2 separate regions of the Mus musculus genome follow, and region 1 is linked to region 2. The links are chromatin contacts, called in public HiChIP or PLAC-seq maps. All regions are on one chromosome and are shown on one strand. Each heading gives the region's core, a stretch centred on a gene start, on an enhancer-like site or on the middle of the called end of the contact. The rest is flanking DNA. Distances are from core to core; before and after follow the strand shown.

Region 1 (3,094 bases), core at 592-3,091, 120 kb after region 2:
TGCCTTCCTTTAATGCCATCCTCGCCCTTGGTCACTTCCTCCAAGCCACACAAGACTTTTTGCTCACTGAACTTTTTTTTCCCCCAGAGCTCTACCACTGAGCAAAATCCCCAACCCCTCATTGAACTCGAAGGGTTTTGTTCCTTAAACATTTTTCTGAAATGTTTTGCCCCTACTGGTCACCACAGCAAGGGTCCTTCTTGTCATTCAAATTCCAAATGTCACCTGCTCAGAAAAAAAGTCATCAGGACCTACCAGTCCCATCAGCCATCCAATCACTTCAAGTCACATCCCCTCATGTTAATTTTCCGCACAGCAGTCACCGTTACCTGCTATTATTATTTGTTCACTCTTTGTTCCCTTTCCTCCCGTGGGTTACAAATTGACGAACAGAAATAGTGAGCACCTCCCTTGCATAGAGCACATCCATCAGCAGCCACTATACAAGAGTCCCATGTGACAAAGGAGGCTCGGGGACTTTCTTCACATATTCTGATCCAGATCTAAACATTGTTTCCAAGTTGGTGAAGAAATGAATTCTGAGTCACGGTCGCGCACAGTACACCGAGTGCCAGTCAAACCATGGAGCGCCAGACCTTTGGCTAGTTCATTCATTCCATAAACAAACATTTACAGAGCTCCTACTCTATGCCAGGCACCGACTGACTGGGGCAAACGATCAAAGGCAAGTTCTGACTCCCAGGACCCACAGGAAGCAGAGGGAGGAACGCTGCAACACAGGCACCTTGCCCGACTGGGAAAAGTGAAGACTGTACACTCGTGTCCCCTTACAACTTCGAGATCAGATCCACGCGGACCAACAGACCAAGAATAACTTGGGACAGCGCCCAGAGGCTCAGGCGGCAAAGCTCCCGTTCTACTAGCCCGGGCAGAGCAGATCGTCCGCGTTCCTCGGCGTTCGGCGCCCGCCGAAGACGCGCGGGTAGAGTTCCAGGAATATCATTGGCTGCCTGGGAGCCCCACCCCCATCCCATCCCTGAGAAGCAAGGATGCGGCGGCCCGGGTCGCGCTCCAACTCTCCACGGCGAGCCCAGCCAGCGCGGCTAGAGTAGCGTCGGGGCCCCTCTTCCCCCTCCCCCACGCCCAAGCCCTCAGGCCACACTCCCGACCCACGCGAGCCCTACTCCCCGCCACCCGCCACTGTGCCCAGCGCAGGCCCCCGGGGTAGGCGTGTCCCGGGGGAGCCTTGGAGTTTGCAGGCTCGGCCACCGGCGGGCGGGACCTGGCCAGGCCCCCTGCGGCGCTGCGAACCCCCGTACGCAGCCGTCCCCCCGAGCCCGCCACCGTCAAGCAAACAAACCCCGAGCGCCGAGCCCGCCAAGGCTGCGGGAGAGCAAGGCAGGTGCGGCCGCGGTGCGGATTCACTTACTCGATGAAGAAGCTGGCGCCCTCCTCCGTGAAGCCCTCCTCCCAGCCGCGCGGCAAGTCTGCGGGAAGGCGAGAAAAGTTGGTCAAACTAGCGCAGCCGTGGCGACCCCGCTCCGCACCCTGCATCCCGCACCGACCCAGCGCCCACCTGAGCGGATCATGTGACCCGAGTTGACCGGTTCGCCGGTCCGCGGGTGCAGCCAGGTCGTGCAGCGGAGCTGGTCACTACGGGAGAGGTGCACCTGTTAGCGCCGCCGCCCTCCACGCCCGCCCGCGGCCCCAGCCCCAGCGCACGACCCCGTCCGGGTGTCGCCGCCCCTCACGCACTTGATGAAGAAGACGCGGCCGTCCCGACAGACGCCATAGGACCAGTGCTCAGGTAGGGTGTCCCGCCCGACCGCAGCCGCCATGTTCGCCCAGCGCCTGAGCCCCGGGCCGGGGGAGGGGGGGGGATGGGTTAAGGGGCGGGGTAAGGGGCGGGGCGAGGAGATAGGGGTGCAAGTTGTTGGACAGAGTGAGTGGGAGGGACGAGAAACGGGGAGCTGGAGTAACTAGGAGTTGGAACAAGGAGTTGGGTAGGGATAGGGAGGGGAGGACAAGATCTGAGGAGGGATAGGGAGAAGGGTGCATTGGAAGAAATGAGGGGGAGAGCAGGAAGGAGTGGAGAGGGGCTGAGACAAGAGGGACTTGGACCGACCCTACTGGGTTCCCCTGTGGTGGGTGCAGCGTGGGCTCCCAGCCTTGGTGACTCGCAGTTCGAGGTCACGGCCGGTGCTTCCAAAGTTCACTGGTGGAAGGCCGGCCGGAGCAAGGCACAAGGCCCCGCAGCCTTTGTCCCCGAGACTCGCGGGCGAAGGAACAGTCTAGCCCCCCCCCATCCCCCACCCTTGACACACACACCCTTGCTCCAGGAAAAGCAGGCGACCTGCACACCTCTGCTTCTCCTCCCCCCTACCCCGGAAGTGTGCTTCTTTCTTAGACAAGGAACACCGAACAGGTTTCTGCTGGATTCCGGAGCAACCTCCAAGTCTAATGTAAAATAGGAGAAAAGCTTGCCTGTGATTCCAGGCCTGGGGAAACTGAAACAGAAGGATTGCTGAGAGTTGGAAGACACAGAACTGCTTGACAGAGTTTCAGTGCAGCGCGGGTTACTATGAGACTCTGTCTCAAAAAACAAAAAGGTAGGGGCTGGAGAGATGGCTCAGCAGTTAAGAGCACTGACTGCTCTTCCAGAGGTCCTGGGTTCAAATCCCAGCAACCACATGGTGGCTCACAACCATCTGTAATGGGATCCGATGCCCTCTCCTGGTGTGTCTGAAGAGAGCAACAGTGTACTCACATACATTAAATAAATCTTTAAATTAAAAAAAAAAAAATGCGTGTCGTCCCCCCCCCCCCCCTTCTGAAGCTGTAGAGATCACAGGCAAAAAAGAGAATGCTGGGTCTGGATCTCCCTGCTCTCATTTTGGAAGAGCTGTCAAGCCGAGCTCTTTACCTACTTAGGTCTTGGGGAGCGCTCCTGAACCCCCCAGAGTAAAAGGAAACCCTTAGCTCACTCATTTGCTCCTAATTGACGTTTGTGTGTTTACTCTTTTGCGTCAGTTGGACAAGAGAAGGGGTTTTGGTCTGCCCCAAACTCCAGGACCTGGGCGCCTGAACTATCTGCCTCAGCCTTTAAACTGCAACTCCTCAGCAGCAGAAGAGC
Region 2 (3,364 bases), core at 417-2,916:
GAGGACCTTAGGTCAATCCCTGGGACCTACATGGTAGAAATGAGAACCGATTTCCACTAGTTGTCCTCTGACCTACACAGATACTCAGACAGACAGACAGACAGACAGACAGACACACACACACACACACAGAGAGTCAGACACACACTGAGAAACATACAAACACCTATACACATATACACTCACATATACACACTCACACACACATACACACACACACACATATGTGCCCACAAACACATATAAACATATAAATAAATTCAAGACATAAGAGCCAATCTCACAGAGGTTTTGCTGAAATTTTTATCAAGTTCAATTGGCTCTCCTTTGACATGTTATTACAGGATATTTAACAAGCTACATGAAAAAGATGAATGAGTGGGAATGTCCCGTAGTCCTGCTACCCAAAGCAAAAACATTTTAACTTTTGTTTATGCCTGTCCTTTTCGATACGCCTGCTTTGATTTGGGGCACATTTTAACATAAACATTTCACTCATCACTTTTAGATTATCTAAATCATCTTAAATAAACACAACCCTTTTTATGTCGAGCTCTTCCATGCCTCCTCTACAGGACAATGAAAAAAACTCTCTGGATTTCTATCGGGAAACCGGAAGGAGTGTGCACTTTGCCATTTTTTTGAAATCTGAACGTTATACCTTGCCCTAGGTGCTAGCTGGCTGGGCGTTCTCTCAGCCAACAGCATGAGGAGAAAGACAACTCAACCACAGGTTTGGATGAAGCAAGAGGACAGAGTTCCTGCTGAAGGAGCCAGTTATAGAGACTTTGTCTGGAAAAAGACTGGTTATAGCCACAGTACTGAGATCGAAGGGAGGAGGTGGGAGGCAGGGTAAGAAAGGAAAACCCAAATCTGCCCTAGAGAGGTGACTGTGCTGTTTCTACTAACACTGCAGAAACAAATCCCCGTTCAAACAACAGCCCCCCAACCCAGCTCTGAAAGGACAAGATACACACACACAGCCCACCTGTCCAAGAAACGGGGCCAGCCTTCAAAGGATATTGGCTAGATTCTCTCACCGTGGGTGACATTGAATGATGACTTTGGAAATGACCGCAAGCTATTTACTAGAATTACAACCAGTAACTCATTTCACATCAAAAAATAGATAGGAGAAAGCATCAAAGCAATTTTCTCAGCTGGATGCAACACTGGCACTCATGAAAACTTGCGGAGAGGTTTAACCCCATGGATTTGAGCAACAGGACCATCCACGAAACCTCCTGAATAGATAAGCCAGGAAACCCAGAAATGACTGAACAGAGAGAGCTTCATTCAACAAAAGGAATTTGGGTCCATTTGCTTCAGCTCTGCTCACTGGACAGTCATCTTCCTCACTGAAGAGGTTGGCGGGCCAGACTCTGATCTTTCCTCAAATCCTTAGCCTGAATGTACTCCACTAATAAATTGCACCCAAGAAATGTCCCCAGAAGACATACAGCTCTCCCATCAGCCTGCCCTCAGGCATACTGCATCCCACAGAGGAGACCACCGAACCTGCATGCTCAGACTATTAGCGTCCTTACATAAAATCCATTCGCTGTAAGCCTGCTTGCTGGGTTTCTGTGATGCCTGAATTCCCAGTGCAGTGGGACGGCTGGAACAAAGCCCTCCCTTTCCTTCACTCAGGCTGCATGAATGCAGATTCTTTGGCTGCAGGGGTGTGGGCTAAAGTTCAAAACAGTGAGCAAGACTTTGAGCTCAACTGCCTCCTGTCTGTACCTAACAAAAGAAATGAAGACTAGACAAAAATCAGCCGGGAAGAAGCCCACTGGAAAATGGCTGGCCTCTACCCTGGCCTTAGCCATACAGTGGCTTTCTCTGCGCCTCAAGACAAAGTGTGCATAGTCCTACAGGCAGAGCAAAAAACCTCTACGTTCTGGAAGCTGTTTGCTCTGAGCACTGGCATGTCATCCCAGCAGGACCTCTCCCTTCTGCAAGTCACAAGCTGTGAGGGACGGGCGCATACAGTTACAGCAAGCCAAGCGGTGGGCTGATGCTGCAGGGCCTCCTGAACAGCTAAGTGCCGGGTGCTTTCCCTGTATCCTCTCAGCTACATGGTTAGCTTGTCAGGGTTATCATCCTTGCTTTGTAGATGTGCCCCTGACAGATTAATGCCTTGCCTAAGATAGCTGCAATGCTGGGAAACCTGGGCTTACTCAGGGGTCTGAGGCAGGGAAATTGAAGTTCAAACATTTAAAGTAAACTCATAGCAACTTAGTGAGATTCCATCTCCCAATGTAAAGGCGAGTTGGGCTATGGCTCAGTAATAGAGTGCTTGCCTACGAAGATATAGGTGAAGTTCCTAGTGCTGCAAAGATTAAAAACAGGTGAAAAACAATGAACTGGGTGGGTCTGCCACAAGAGATCCCAGGTTCCAAGTGAGAAGTCCCCAGGTCTGTAAGATATCGACCTTGGATAGATCAGCCACAAGGCCAACTCCAAGCCAAGGAGGCCTGAAAGAGCAGAAAGAGATGACTGCATTTCAGTTGAGCTCTGACGTTATGACTCTTCCACAAGTCAGCTCTCTGTGCCTCAGTTTCTATTTTGTAAAACAGGCTGAAAACCACCTCTCTCTTCGCAGGGCAGCGTGTACGTGAAAATGTCTTTCTGAGAACCAGGAAGCACTGTGAGACAGCACCACCCTGTGTCTCCACTGGAGACCCCAGAACCTAAATCCCATTCACAGTTTATTTTTATTACCAGAAAGCTCAGACCACAGTGGTTTCTTAGCAACGCCTTACCTGCGACTTTTTTTAGTCAAAGTATAAAAACTATGGCAGGCTTTTCCCTTAAGTGGTCAAGGCAACGGCAGGAAGTCGGAAGAGAATGGGAAACAGAACTCCATTTCTGAATATTAAAACAAACAAACAAAAACAAAAACCAAACCTTATTGGGCTGGGGATACAGCTGGGTGGGTGATAGCGACCTTGCTTAGTATGGATAAGACCCTCAGTTTGAATTCCAGCATTGAAAAATAAAAAACCTCATTTACTATTATCTCATGAATTTCTAGATCAACGGGCCCCCAATTTCAGGCTGTGTCCTCAAGGATTCCAAAGACAAGAGAACTCGGCTGGGTGGCAGATGTGAATGGAGGGCTGAGACACAAGCACACATTTAAGGAGCACAATCTACAGTGAGAGAGAGAGAGAGAGAGAAAGAGGAGAGAGAGAGAGAGAATGAATGAATAAATAAATGAATGAATGAATTAGTTCTTGTCCCAAAGAGCCATAGAGGCAGGGACACCTACATAACCCTCTTCCCAGAAGAGGCACAGACAGGCTGCCGACGCTTCCCATCAGCTCCCAACACCCCGGGGGAGGCTGACTGACATGGGATT

Evidence for each region. HiChIP or PLAC-seq counts read pairs in DNA pulled down with a chosen protein or histone mark.
Region 1: an H3K4me3 HiChIP or PLAC-seq map of embryonic stem cells shows a contact between it and region 2, with 24 read pairs. The contact joins the promoter of Plekha7 here to the enhancer-like site in region 2. A contact is called at or near these places in 1 of 39 promoter capture datasets (neural stem cells), 2 of 484 Hi-C or Micro-C datasets (neural stem cells and neurons), 10 of 115 datasets of contacts at active chromatin or transcription factors (embryonic forebrain, embryonic hindbrain, embryonic stem cells and 4 more) and 3 of 9 other capture datasets (adipose tissue, liver and pancreatic islet).

The regions. Positions count from the first base shown.
Region 1 is chr7:116,306,535-116,309,628 of GRCm38.p6, forward strand. Plekha7 (pleckstrin homology domain containing, family A member 7) reads right to left here and starts at 1,842. Exons shown (of 27, transcript NM_001305185.1): 1 at 1,717-1,842; 2 at 1,538-1,614; 3 at 1,391-1,448. The coding sequence starts at 1,799.
Region 2 is chr7:116,182,940-116,186,303 of GRCm38.p6, forward strand. All of the region lies in intron 4 of Plekha7 (pleckstrin homology domain containing, family A member 7), which reads right to left. Among named protein-coding and RNA genes, the nearest start is that of 1110004F10Rik, 91 kb to the left of the region's middle. Within about 2 kb of position 1,667, at least 31 of the 459 cell types and tissues checked have an H3K27ac peak or open chromatin away from gene starts, as enhancers often do. A contact at or near this core is called in embryonic stem cells, epiblast stem cells and neural stem cells, where this site is marked.